2 separate regions of the Mus musculus genome follow, and region 1 is linked to region 2. The links are chromatin contacts, called in public promoter capture Hi-C maps. All regions are on one chromosome and are shown on one strand. Each heading gives the region's core, a stretch centred on a gene start, on an enhancer-like site or on the middle of the called end of the contact. The rest is flanking DNA. Distances are from core to core; before and after follow the strand shown. Region 1 overlaps Gm40948 (a long non-coding RNA gene). Region 2 holds the start of Secisbp2 (SECIS binding protein 2).

Region 1 (6,414 bases), core at 1,017-3,516, 430 kb after region 2:
TGTGGGGTGCCTGTTTGGAAGGATGGGACGTTATAGCTGTGAACACATACACACCCCCAGGATCGCCATCATCCGTGCGTTTCCCACAAGCTCTCAGGATGCTTTCCTTAGCATACGAGGGAGGGCAGAGAGCACATACACTCCTCTGCATTTCATGTGTGTGTGTGTGTGTGTGTGTGTGTGTGTGTGTGTGTGTGTGCGTGCACAGGAAAGTCAGTTTATAACCTCCACGTGACCTCCCTTCAGCACCTGACTGAGATATGGCTTAGAAGCCTCAGAGCGCCAGCTTCCTAAAGAAGTAAGTACAAGTGCTAACCAGGAGATGATGTCTCTAGAGAGGACCTTGCAGGACCTGAACACCATCCTCAGAGCAAAAAACAGGCAGAGAAGGGTGTACGTCTGAAATGTCCCAGGTGCTGCTCTCTGTGGAATCAGTTCCCAAGAGCAGGCAGGATTCTCCTAACGCCCAAGGCCTCCCCTGCTCTCACAGGGAAAAATGAAGCTATTCTCCCAGGGCCTTAGGAGTTGACGAGGTGTGGGGGTGCTCCCTTACTTTCCCGGGCTCTCAGGGAAGAGATCTGCAGAAACAGCAGCCCCTGAAGGCCTTAGCAACTCTCTTAAGTAATTCACAGCTTTGGGGCCCTAAGTGATGCAGGAGTCTCTTAGCGTCCACTTAGTGACACACAGGTCCTTCTATGCTATGTGAGATATTAAGACAGCCACTCAGAGGGAGTCTGAACTGGGTCAAGATGGTAGCTTGAGGAAGAGGTCCACAAGTTTAACATAGGCTGGTCTCTGCATGTATATAACCAAGGGAAGCTATGTCTCAAAGCTCTGGTGTAGATAAAGTGCCTCCAGACAGGTCCTGAGCTCACCTCTTGCTCTCCTGTAGCTGTGGCAAACCATTTGATGTAGAAGTCATCGGGCCAACAGAGCCCTGGCATACCACAGGGACAGGTGACTGCTTGGTGACAGCATGGAGCAGACTCTCCATCCCAGCTCACCTCTGAGATAAGTGAGATTTGACCTATCCACTGGTTTTCTGTGCATGAACTCAGTCCTCTAGGTTGCTAGAGAGGAAATCTGGGGACCCTGGTATTTGAGATGGTAAAGGTATTAGTTAGGAGGAAGCTGCTTTTCAAAAACAGAAATGAATTTGGGGGGTGGGGCAGGGATGGCAGAACTAGATTTCTATGAAGAAGGTGGTGTGGGCTGGTGTTACTGGATCCTGTGAGAACCTGTCTGGTGGGAGGCTGTGCCTATTCAGGAATTTTGGTGTGACTCTGCAGCACTGCAGGCTTCCAGGGTGTGATTTCCTACACTCTGAGCAGCAGATACAGGAGGAATGCCAACTTGAGAGGGGAGGAGCCTGCAGTATCTGTGTAACGTGTGAGGGAGCCGATTTCCTTGTAAGAGCATCTGCAGATCCAGACTCTTGCATCCCCTTGTCTGTGCCAACAAATACCCCAGATTCTGATCATACGATCACGAGTGGACACAGAGGCCGGTTTGGAGGTGGCTTCCACTCCATGGTCAGCTGTCTTCCGGCCATGGGACTGGGATGTCTGATAATACTTGGCTTCTTGGCACACCCAAAAGTCCATGCGGTTGCTATGCATAGGTGTTTTGACCACTGACACATCCTACATTATAAGAAAGGGGAAAACAGACAATTGTTTGACACCCTGGTTCTACCCCAGGTTTTTTTCTTCTGTCAATGCTGTGCCTGTGCAGAGAGCACAGTCAATTTTCCTGGTTCTTTCTTAATGACTACATTTTTTTTAGAAGAATTTATTTATTTCTGTGTGTGGTGTCCGTATCTGTGTGAACCTATGTGCATGCATGTGTGTGTGACATGTACATGTGCAGAGGCCAGAAGAAAGAAGGCATTGCATCCCTCAGAGCTGGAGTTACAAATGTTTGCCAACCTTGTTACATGGGGGCTGGGGTCCCAATGCTGGTTCCCATGACTGGACATCCAGTGCTCTAAGCCATCTGTCCAGTCCTAATGACTACAGATTGGTGACAGCAATTCAGAAGGTTCCCCAGGAAACGTTGCCTTCAAACCTTATGCCTGTAACTGTATCGATGCATTATTAAGCTGGTTTGTGACATCTGACCAGCCTTTAATAAACTAGTGGTGTAGGATGGTGCTGTGGTTGGAATATGAAATGTTTCCCACGGGCACATGTGTCTTGGACACGTGGTCCCCAGCTGGTGGTTCTGTTTGGGGGAGGTTGTGGGACCTTTTGAAGGTGGAGCCTCTTTCAAGGAAGTGAGTCGCTCTGGGTGGGCCCTGGGGTTTTACAGACCAGTTCCACTTCCTGCCCTGTCTCTGTTTCCTGGTCTATCAAGATAGGAGCAAACGGCCCCCTGCCTCTCCTGACAAACTCTTCTTCCCCCCTAGAACAATGATCAAAAAATTCCTCAAACCAGCAGCTGAAATAGAGCCTTCCTCCTTTGAGTTGTGTTTTGTCAGTGATTTGACCACAGCAGTGAGGTAGAAATGGGGGAGCACAGTAACTCCTGTGTTGCTTGGTCATTGCATTTAAACCAAGCCCCAGGATATCACACATCCCAACCAGGCCTAGATGGTTAGGCTGGGACAGCCCAGCCTCTCCCTGCTACATCACATCTCACCTCCGATTCCAGTCCTCACCTAAAGCCTTCTGCTTCTCATAACATGAGGATAATTCTCCATCATTCCTGAGCTTGTAAACCGCCTGTCTCTCTTGCTCTGCGGTCCATGCCCAGATATCTTCTCAGAAATCTCTCTCCACCCAGCCTGCTCTACTGTCCTCTGAGGCATTCACCACTCCTGGACAGAGCACTATCCTTACGCTGAGCTTGGTTAGGGTTCTTTTTCCCCTTTAGACTATTTCCCTTACTTCTTACTTCCTTCATCTGGTCAAGTGCCTGTCATCTAGAACTGTGACTGACATGCAGCAGGCAATACATATTTGTCATCAGCAAAGAAACAAGGGGGAAAGAAAATCAGCGACCATCCTCACTCAAGTCGTTGAGTTGTGATGTCACGACCTGAACCCGGTGCTTGGGTCAGAGTGACAGTTATCAGCTCCCATGTCGCTTCACACTCCTGGGTTTCCAGGCTATTCTTTACTTCCTGAAGTATCTAGTTAGTCTTCCAGGCACAGAGAAATCTATCTTGTGTCTCAAAGCGAGCTGGAGTTTCTGAGGTAGGGATTCTGGCACTTTGGACAGCTGAAACTGCAAGTGTGTTTGCTTCTCTGAGTACAGCTGTGTGGAATTGAGCTGGGAATGCAGCCTGCAACCATGCCGGGGCCAGTGAACCACAAGAGAACTGTGCAGGCAGCAGCCCCCATGTGTCTTTGTGGTCGCAGTATCCTGCGTTTCAGAGTCCGATGTTCCTTTTCTGCACCTCATGGGAGAAGCATTTCAAATACGAGCTGGATACTTTCCAAGCCTTGCATTCTTTGGGATTCCCGTAGCCCAGTTTTAGATCTCTGCGAGCTTCCCTTTTTGGGATGGATCTAGGGACAGGAGTTCCTGCATGCCAGGAGCAGTTGTGTGTCACGGCGGAAATATTTATCCCATGCCGGTTTAATAATAGAAGCCTTGCACATCCACAGAGCTGGCGGCTAAACTTAGCTGCTGTTCTCACAGCTTGCTCCTGGAAGATGAGCTTGTCCACCTGGAAGGGGCTGGGGCAGAAGCATCTACGGAATGTACTTAGGATCCCCAGACCACTTCGGGCAGAACCAGAGCTTGTTTCCCACCGTGGCAGGGCCCAAGGCAGGGTTAAACTAAGGAGATGGTGTGGCTCTCTTCACCTTGGTGGGATGAATTTTAATGGTCAAGCTAGAAAACACTTCTCAGGCTCCTCTCCTTTAGATATGTACCCCAAGCAATCTTCAGAGCAGAGTTGAAGACATCTCAAGAAGGGCATCAGTTTCATCATGTAACTATCAGAAGGGTAGTCTATCTGCACAAATCTACAGAGGGGTGTGTGTGTGTGTGTGTGTGTGTGTGTGTGTGTGAAAGAGAGAGAGAGAAAGAGAGAGAGAGAGAGAGAGAGAGAGAGAGAGAGAGAACTTAACCATTGTTTTCTTCCATTTCACCCAGCTGGAACTTTTGGAAAAATTGATGGGATTTGATGGAGCACTTATTAAATGTGCTTACCCACCCTTTCCTCTGCTCTGCAGGCTCCTGGGCCTCTCTCACCCCTGTTCCTAGGTTTCATATCTGCTCAGTATTCAGAGGGTCCTGTGAGCCAGAACCTGTACTTGTGTTTCCTTGGCTGTGGCTGTTTGTTGCATGGGGTGAGCACGGAGCTTCTACAAGCATAGGTTTGCTCGCTCTTCCACACCAAGGAAATGAGAACCAGTTTTCCAGCCTGGGTCCCTCTGATTCTCGGGAGCATGCTCATGGTTCTGCTTCTACAGTGACCCTCTGGGCAAGGGATCTGGGTAGCCCTGAAGGACCTGGGGCTGGTCTAGGCCCACAACAACAACCCACTCTCAGGATACCAGGTTTCAGAGCCATTATCCTGTCTTTCTTTCCTATCTCAGTGAAGTTACTAGATGTACAGACTTGAAGCGTGCAGAAGGAAAGTAAGGACTGAACACAGAAGGGCCACTCTCCCTGACCTCCCCCGTCCCCAGGCCCACCTAGAGACAATGTCTCAGAAGGCCTGCTCTGCTGGCCACTCATGACCTTACCTCTTCATAACAGTCATGGGTCAACTTCTCTTTCTTTGTATTTGAAGATACTCGTTCTTAGGCTGGAGTGAGATAGCCCAGTTGGTTAAAGTGTTTGCGGTGCAAACACAAGGACCCAAATTTAATCCCCAGAACACCCGTGTGCAAATAAGATATTCTTTTCATCAAATTGTGGCACACACTCCTCTCCATCTCTTTCAAGTTCCCCTCTCATATTTCAATCTTGCTCTCATGCAACACACGATCTGCTATCTATGCCTTGAGTGGGTAAGGCCCCTGCAGTGTTCACTTGTCTCATTACACACAGTAACAGGTCACGTATGCTTCGTGCTCTTTCCTTCTCTTCTTTCTAAGGACAGTGGCTTTCCTTTGTGATTTCAGTTACTCCAGATCCGCTGAGGGTTGAGAAGATTACATGGTAGTTTCTAGAATTGGGGCCTAGAGAACTGTTTCAGTGGTTAAGGGCATTTACAATTTTTGCAGTGAACCTGAATTCAGTGGCCAGCACCCAGCTCAGGTGGCTTACAACCAACCACTTACAATTCTTCCTGTTATAGGGGAGCCAATGGCCTCTTCTGGATCTAATAGACCTGCACACATGTGGCATATGCATGGAGACATGGTTAAAAATAAAATAAAAACCTAAAAAAAAATTTCAGCTGAGCAGTGGTGGCACACACCTTTAATCCCAGCACTTGGGAGGCAGAGGCAGGCGGATTTGTGATTTCTGAGTTCGAGGCCAGCCTGGTCTACAGAGTGAGTTCCAGGACAGCCAGGGCTACACAGAGAAACCTTGTCTCAAAAAAAAAAAATCAGAAATGAAGGGTTCATGTCTTAAATTCCATGCTCTTCTGAATAGAATGATGGACTCTTACAGGGTCCTGTACTGCTCTGTCCAGCGTTGGAAACACCATCTTCCTAGTAATTCCACACAGTATATACTACCTTCTCGTTACACAGAAAGCTTCTAAAAATTTAAAAAAAAAAAGGAAGAGAGGAAGGTGGGAGGAAAGATATTGGGATGAATACAGAGGGAGAGGGAGAGGAGAGGGAGAGGGAGAGGGAGAGGGAGAGGGAGAGGGAGAGGGAGAGGGAGAGGGAGAGGGAGAGGGAGAGGGAGAGGGAGAGGGAGAGAGGAAGTTGTTCATCATGGTAGAAGTGTGAGGTGAGACAAAGTGGCTTATGACTTACTTCCTAACTATGGGCAGAGAGAAGAAAAATCAAGGGGCTCCAACCTCACAATTTGAAGACATGACTCTCTGACCCACAGGCTCCAGCTATGCCCCATTTCTTAGAAGCTCCACAACCCCCTAATAGATACCATTATCTGGTGACCAAGACTTTAACATACAACATATAATGAAAAAACATTACAGATGTGGTGTTGATTTTTGTTTTTAATTTTTTAATTTTTTATTTATTTTTTGGCTAGGATGGTGATAGATGGGGTTAAAAAGAGGAAAAGATGGATTAGAAGATGCTTTAGTCAGGCAGGACAGAGTCCCATTGGCTAGGGCAAGAGAGGTCATTGGGATGTTAGTCTCTGGGTTGGAAAGAATGGGGGAGGGGTGGGCTCAGGAGGGAGGATGGAGGTTAAGTTTGGATGCACTGAGTTAGAGTATGTCTTATGGCTTTTTTTCCCCCATGAATTATACACTGCTGTGACACCAAGTCCATGCATAGGGCGAAGTCTCATTTTTACCAAGTTCAACAT
Region 2 (7,462 bases), core at 2,436-4,935:
TCAGACTTGACTTATACTGGTCAAAAAATGTTAATTGCTAACTTTGTGTAAAGTTAAAACCAGGGGTAATTAAAGTGAGGCTGAAATTTAGAGATACTTTGTGGTGACAATGCTTTATGCAGGCTAGGGTACAAATTTGCTTGTGTATATATGTGTTAAAATTGTGTTTGTTTGTTTTGGCCCTGAATCAAGGCCGCAGTTTACTGAAGCTGTTGGTTTCAAGCAGGAGCCTAAAGAAATATCTTTCTATGGTCTGTTGGCCATTGCAGAAATTTGTAAGTCTAATGGTCAATTCATTAGAAAGAAACACCTGGATGGATGTTGTACCCAATTCTGTAATTGTAGCACTTGGGAGCCTAAGGCAAAAAGATAGTTTGAGGCCAGTTTCCACTGCAGCATGATAAGGAGTGGGGGCGGGTCTCAAAGAAACAGCTGAGTCATTAGTGATAGATATGGCTAAGTCTCCATGAGATTCTAAGATTTCTGTATAATACTTATACATTACTGGTTTAGCTTAATTGTTCATTAAATTATATGTTAGATCCATTAGTAGGAAAAAAAGATTACTGGGGGGTGGGGGGGAGCCCGGTGTGGTGGCGCACGCCTTTAATCCCAGCACAGAGGCAGGCGTATTTCTGAATTCGAGGCCAGCCTAGTCTACAAAGTGAGTTCCAGGACAGCCAGGGCTATACAGAGAAACCCTGTCTTTGGGGGGAAAAAAAGATTAGTGTGGGTTTTCCACAGAAAGGAAAAATTGTGTTGATAATGGCTTGATACTAAAGACTTAAGTGCTTCCTAACGTTCTGGAAATGCACTTTACTGGGAAACCAACGGTCACATGAAGTTCCAAAGGCATATTTTTGCTTTTAATTTGGAGCGTGAAGCAAACTGGAATATATACAAGTACTACAGATTTAGTATTGAATAACAGGGAACACATTAACTTAGTTTGGTTCCCCCCCCTCCAAGCCCCAGTACTAAAAGTTTAGTAATCTCAGGTTGAGGTGACAACTAATTCTGGGACTAGGCTCCTTACTCTTACATATAAGTTACATATAACTCCCTTTTAGACTGCCTCTGACTTTCTCTTGCTGTTCTAGCTATCCTAATACCACCAGTCTATTTAACAGGAGAGAATATTTTTTTACTTGGGTATGGTCTTGCTCTTTGAGTATACTTTCCAGTACATGAATATTTTCTACCTATATCCTATAGACCAAGAGTTGCTTCATGACTTTTTAGATTTTAAGGTCCTATTCCTAGAAGATAGCTCAATAACAAGTATTCTGCTAGAAATTTACCCCTACAGAATAAAATGCCTTTCATTTTTGTGCAACTTATATTGGCCTAATACTTTAACATAAACCATCAAAAGCCAGAAGTATATGCTATAAGTATAGATCGATACAGATAATATTGTAGTGTAGAGTTGCTTTAGAGAATTTAGTTTGTTTTGAGGATAAAAACCCTTCACAATTTCAAGTATCTCAAAGGTAAGGTTCCTGTATAAAGTGATGTTGGTGGGAAAGATGGCACTAATCTTTGGCTGAATATTTTAATAGGCATGTCATGTTACCCAGAGAACTCTCTAAACAAGTACCCAAAACTCATCTGATGTCCGAAGAGGAGTGGAGGAGACTTGGTGTCCAACAGAGTCTAGGATGGGTTCATTACATGATTCATGAGCCAGGTAAGCTTTGCTGTAAAGGAAAGTGATGTTGTTCCTTCTACCTGCAAAAGTGACTCACTTAGTATAAAACAGGTGCCAAAATCCTGCACATATATAGAAATTGTTGCTACCTTTTTATACTTAAAAGGTGGCATTGTTAAACTGGAGTCTTCCTTGGAATTATGGCACATATCTTTAGGAGCTCAGAAATCCTTCCTATCAATAGGAAAGCAGAAGTGCTATAGATGCTGGCCTTCATCCCGTTGAATGAGGAAGCTTTGGGTGGACTCTCTGAGTTTAATCTTTTAAGCCCCCACCCCCCCCCCTCACCCCCCAGAGATCTGGTTTGACTAGAACAACCCTTTCTTAGCTAAGTGTGTATGGCATCAATTTATTTATTTGGATGTGAATTAGCCTGAGATCCAGCAGCTGACTTGAATTAGCTGTTCTTTTTTCAAAGAGATTACATTTCTCTTCACTGAAAATGATTTTGCAGGTAGAAATTATTTTCCAGAGTCGGTCAAAGGATAAAATGGTAGAACAATGCTATTATACGAGTTTGTCCGCATTTACTATTTATTACACCGACAATTCATTTTGAATACTTCAAATAGTGACATGGAACTTAATATTTTCTTTCCACAGAACCGCATATTCTTCTCTTTAGACGACCTCTTCCAAAAGAACAACAAAAATGAAGTGCAGCTGGGATCATCTAATCTTTTTCAAATTTAATGTATATGTGTATATAAGGTAGTATTCAGTGAATACTTGAAAAGTGTACAAACCTTTCATCCATACCTGTGCATGCGCTGTATTCTTCACAGCAACAGAGCTCAGTCAAATGCAACTGCAAGTAGGGTTGTTTTAAGTTGTTCAAGATAGTTTCTTGTAGTTTTTTCTTAATATAAATGCCTGTTTTATTTTACCTGTTTTGTTAAATAAAGTTTGTATATTGCATTTATATCACCATTGTTGAAATTAATTTGACTTGATTATTTTTACCCCTGGGGAAAATAAACATACTTGAAAAAGAAATATAAGAAAATAAACATACTTGAAAAAGAAATATTAAGCTCCAAATGAGGATATTACAGCTTTATTGCCAGTTTACTTCCTAAATAACTTTGGATTCTGCAAGTGAACAGAAAAACCCACCGCTTGATAGTGTCCACAAGTCTACAAAAAGTCTAGTGGTTTCAGAGAAAAGTATCTTAAAAGTTCAGGTGCCACATTCGTGCATCTTGTGTGAACCAAGAAATTAAGCACACATCAGTGGATAGCCATAAAAAAAAGTATGAGTGGCCAGAAACAAGACTGTAGTTAGACATTAGCAGGGGTGATTTCTCATTGAACACAGTAAACACTACAGAGCCACAGCCTTCCATGTGTGGGATACACTAGACCTAACAGGGCTACTGACCATGAACTGGCACTGGTGTCTTGCTTGAAAAAAAGGGCTGGTGTTTAATTCTAACCCTACAGACTGACTCCAAGGCCTGTTTGCCAAATGCCCCCACATTGCAGGCGACCTTTTTCTGTCCTTCGACCTGTTTCTGTGCTCTTGGTTTCATTTTGGAGTTGTGTTTTGCGAGAGCTTCCTGTTGTCCAGGCCCCAGCAGAAGTCTCACATAGCTAAACATTTGACTCCTCTTAGTTCCAAGGTTCTTCATCTGCCTGCAGGCACCCGCCATGACATCCTACTAGAAACTCCACAGGAGCAGATGCTCCTGGAAGCTCACCACTGAGCAGGTCTGCCGGCCTCACTCTTACTAGGAGTCTCCCTCCTGCACTGCATCAGTGCGGGCGCCCAGAGCCTGGCCTCCCCTAGTGTCACATCACCAAGCCCGCCCCACGTAAGAGCTCAGCCGCGCCCTTCCTGGCCCACCACAAGCCACCCCCTAGAGCTGTCGCTGCCCCAGTCTTCCACGTGCGGCTCCGGAGGCCCGGGACGCCGAGCACTTCCGGCAGGGAAGGCCTCCGTCGCGCCTCGGTGACGTACGTCCTGGCGCCGCCGCGCAGGAAGGCGGAAACGCTGAGTCGTTGGTTAGGCGCGCCGCTAGCTTCACGGCGCGGGCTCTTCCGTGGCCGCCATGGCGTCGGAGCGGCCGCGGGAGCCGGACGGCGAGGTAAGGGGCGGGCTGCGGGTCTAGGCACACGCGCGGGGCCGCCGGGCCTGAGGTTCGGGGATGGGGGGCTTGACCACCCTCTCACGGTTCGGCCAGCGAAATGATAACACATAGGCTACCTACGGCCTCGGGCACCTCGCACCCGCGTCCGCGCCTGCCATGACCGCTAGATGGCGCGCCGGCCGTCCCAGAAATCCACTCTAAATTGGCCAAACGCGGTGATAAAAGTTGTCAGAATAACCCATACTCTGCGTTCCAAGGGCTCATGGCTGTGGGATGATTTTTCTCTCAGAGGTTCCGTGTGGTTTACTAACTACAGATGAAATATGTGGTGATTTTTGTTGAGAAGTTAGATGGCAATAAATGTCAGCGGTGTGTTTTACATAATAACTTTGAGCGTCCTTTGGGTATAGTTTAGCGACACTAGGTACAGGGTTCTTATATATCTCATGTATAAAGATGGAAGAGGTAAAAATAACTATCTTCAAGTTTAAATCCTCAGAAGCATTCCGAGTTGTGGTTCTTGTTATATAACAAGGTTGGGGTTTCCTTCGACTTTAATTCATTGTCCTTTTTTCACATGTAAGGTCCAGTAACCTTTTTTTTTTTTTTAATAATAAAAACATCAGGGAGATATTGTTGCCAAACACATTTTTGTCTTTGCACTGCACCTTTGTAATCACCAATGGGCCTATCAGAATGGCGCACCTTTCTTGTGGTTTGTATTTGATGGCATTTGGCGAATCTCAGGAGCGTTAAAGCCCATCCCCACCCTCTCATCCTCAGGATAGCATCAAGTTGTCAGCTGATGTCAAACCATTCGTCCCTAAGTTTGCTGGGCTCAACGTGGCGTGGTCAGAGTCCTCAGAGACACGTGTCTTCCCAGGCTGTGCGGCCACCTACTATCCATTTGTACAGGAACCACCAGCAGCTGAGTATGTATTTTCTCGATGCCTTGCCTCATGCAGAGGGTTTCTCTCCCAGAGGTAGTGATTAGAGCCTCACACACTGAAACATACATAACATCTTACAGGACGGCTTGCAGGTGAGGAAAGGAGGCTCTTCAACCAGCAAAGATTGGGCTCTGTAGCCTGACTAAATTCTGTGCAAAAACTTCATCCAGGAAGGGACCGACACTACGGAACTTAGAAAGTACAGTTGCAGGGTCATTTGTTTACAGTTGATACTGGTTCACGCGTGTAGGGACTGAGGATGCTGCTTTGCCATTTGTCAGGCCCTGGGCTTGATCTTCAGAGCTACCAAAGCAAGACAGAACCAAACAAATTCACATTTGTATTGGGAAAAGAAACGGCAAGAAGGAAGGGTAAATGGGAAAAGGACAGATGGATGAAGGATCAGATAGATAACATGCCAGGCTGGACAACTTAGCGAGACCCTGTCTCCAGTGACAGAGCTCCGTGGTGCAGCTCTTTCTGTCAAACACAAGGCCTCAGGGTCAATCCCCAGTCTACTGAATAATTACCAAGGTGCCCATCTTTTACGGCTCCTGGCCTCCGTGGTGTGCAGGATCCTCTTTGTACTCTGGCCTTCTGGGCAGCATAGTGCAGGATGTGAGGGGCTGAAAGGGCAGGACTGGAGGAAGACTGTGCAGGCTGTAGTGCAACTCCTCAGCCAAGGGAATGGCCTTTCGGCTGTTGTGTCTAGGTTGCTGAGACACTGTCAGGTACTAAACCAGCAGTCGGCTGCAAAACTGTGGGAGCATGCCCTTGCTGTGCTGCCATGGCATCTGAACTTACTTTTTACTTGAGATTACCTTTTCTGTGGTGCCATAGGAGGAAGCCACGGCCTTGTGCGTTTTATGAAGGCTATCTACCGTTGAGCTCTGTTACCCTGGTCCTAGTTCATTCGTTCAACTCTATCAGTAGCCAGGCAGTTTTGGCCCACACCTTTAATCCTGGCACTTGGGAGACAGAGGCAGGCGGATTTCTGCGTTCGAGGCCAGCCTGGTCTACAGAGTGAGTTCCAGGACAGCCAGGGCTACACAGAGAAACCCTGTCTCGGAAAAAAAAAAATCAGCAGTATTCTTTGCAGGAAGAAAAAAAGAGGTCCTGTTTGGATGGGTGGGTGGGTGGGTGGGTAGGTGGGTGTGCGTGCATATGTGGGGGGGGTATGTGTGGTAAATGCACATGTGTGCACTTGCATGCGGAAGCCTGTGGCAGAAGTTGGGTCTTTCCTCAATTGTTCTTTTATTCTTTGAGAAGCAGTCTCACTGAAGCTCAAGTCCCTCAGTCAGCGAGACTGGCAGGCCAGTGACCTTCAAGGACCTGCGCTCCCCCTCTGGTTGGAGTCCCAGAGCGCACTGCCGTGCACTGCTTATCACACTGGCTCTGGAGCCCAAACTTAGGGCCTTGCGCTTATGTGCCAGGCAGGCGCTTTACTAACAGAGCCAGCTCTCTAGCCCTCATTTGGTTGTTGATAGGGGAGTTTCCAATGCGAAAGTAAGTGATCCTTAAAAGAAAATATTAAAAAGTTTAAATTAGCGTCTTAAAAATAATGTTCTTGATTTGTGTTATGAAATCTGCAACTGAAATTTACACTTTTTAGACAGAAAATGTATCCCGAAGACATGGCTTTCGGAGCCCCCACCTTTCCAGCACAGTACGTGTCTTCTGAGATAGCGCTGCATCCTTTTGCCTATCCCACTTACACCCTAGAGTCCGCACAGAGTGTTTGCTCAGTGCCAACCCTGCAGTACGACTACAGCCAAGCACGGTGTCACCCAGGCTTTCGGACAGCAAAGCCCCGGCATGAGCACGTGTGCCCTCCACCTCAGGAAGCAAAAGGTGTATTTAAGGTGAGGAAGTGCTGCTGCAGGGTGCGGCTCCTCCTCTTAGTCCTTGTTGCCAGTGTCAGAAGTCAGTGTGTCCTCTGATAGCTAAGCACTGCTTACCTTTTGGTGATAGCCTTTTTACAAACGGTTTGGTCTGTTCTTTTCTTAAATGTTTGAATTGTGAATACTTACTGGTTTGCTGTGTTAAAGTTTCATTATCAGAGTTTTGTTTTGTTTGTTTGTTTGATGACTTATTTATTTCATGTATGTGAGTACACTGTCACTGTCTTCAGACACACCAGAAGAGGGCATCAGATCCCATTACAGATGGTTGTGAGCCACCATGTGGTTGCTAGGAATTGAACTTAGAATGTCTGGAAGAGCAGTCAGTGCTTTTAACCTCTGAGCCATCTCTCCAGCCCCAGTAGTAGTTTTCGTGTTTCATAGTTTTGTGTGTGTGTGTTTTTTTTCTAAATCTCTCCTGCAGAAAAAACCCTCTGATGAGAGAAGAGCATGTGAAGAGCAAAAGTCAAGCAGCAGAAGGGCTGACAATGCGGTGCCCTGTGAGGCGAGACCAGCCAGGGGGTCCAGTCACCTGTCCTCTCGAACTGAGAGCAGTTTGAAATCTGGTAAAGCCGACAAATTCTGGTATAATGGCAGGCTGTCCCACTTTCCCGAATCAGTACCATTCCCATGGGCATACTCATCATGACGGCTCCAAGAAATGTGCCTGGAACCTGGCCTAGCTGAGGCCATCAGACCTGGGGTGGGTTGTTAGAGTGTGGTGTGTGTTGCACTGTATAGGCAGAGGTTCCTTAGCCTGTTAGAACCATCACACAGCATGCAGGTGGTAACTTCAAGCTTCACAACCGT

Evidence for each region. Promoter capture Hi-C pulls out the DNA fragments that hold promoters and counts their contacts.
Region 1: a contact with region 2 is called in a promoter capture Hi-C map of the HPC-7 cell line, with 2.5 times the contacts expected there. The contact joins the enhancer-like site here to the promoter of Secisbp2 in region 2. A contact is called at or near these places in 3 of 39 promoter capture datasets (the C10 cell line, the HPC-7 cell line and pre-B cells), 1 of 484 Hi-C or Micro-C datasets (the HPC-7 cell line), 3 of 115 datasets of contacts at active chromatin or transcription factors (effector CD8 T cells, memory CD8 T cells and pancreatic cancer cells) and 1 of 9 other capture datasets (liver).

Annotation. Positions count from the first base shown.
Region 1 is chr13:52,076,510-52,082,923 of GRCm38.p6, forward strand. It overlaps Gm40948 (a long non-coding RNA gene), which reads right to left. Exons shown (of 3, transcript XR_873399.1): 3 at 6,130-6,414. Among named protein-coding and RNA genes, the nearest start is that of Gm40948, 3.9 kb to the right of the region's middle. Within about 2 kb of position 2,267, at least 114 of the 459 cell types and tissues checked have an H3K27ac peak or open chromatin away from gene starts, as enhancers often do. A contact at or near this core is called in the HPC-7 cell line, effector CD8 T cells and memory CD8 T cells, where this site is marked.
Region 2 is chr13:51,648,023-51,655,484 of GRCm38.p6, forward strand. It overlaps Secisbp2 (SECIS binding protein 2), which reads left to right and starts at 3,686. Exons shown (of 17, transcript NM_029279.2): 1 at 3,686-3,798; 2 at 4,585-4,733; 3 at 6,364-6,613; 4 at 7,077-7,218. The coding sequence starts at 3,763. Cks2 (CDC28 protein kinase regulatory subunit 2) reads left to right here. Exons shown (of 3, transcript NM_025415.3): 2 at 1,563-1,690; 3 at 2,315-2,640. The coding sequence ends at 2,367. It overlaps Gm22806 (a small nucleolar RNA gene), which reads left to right and starts at 177; the gene lies at 177-312.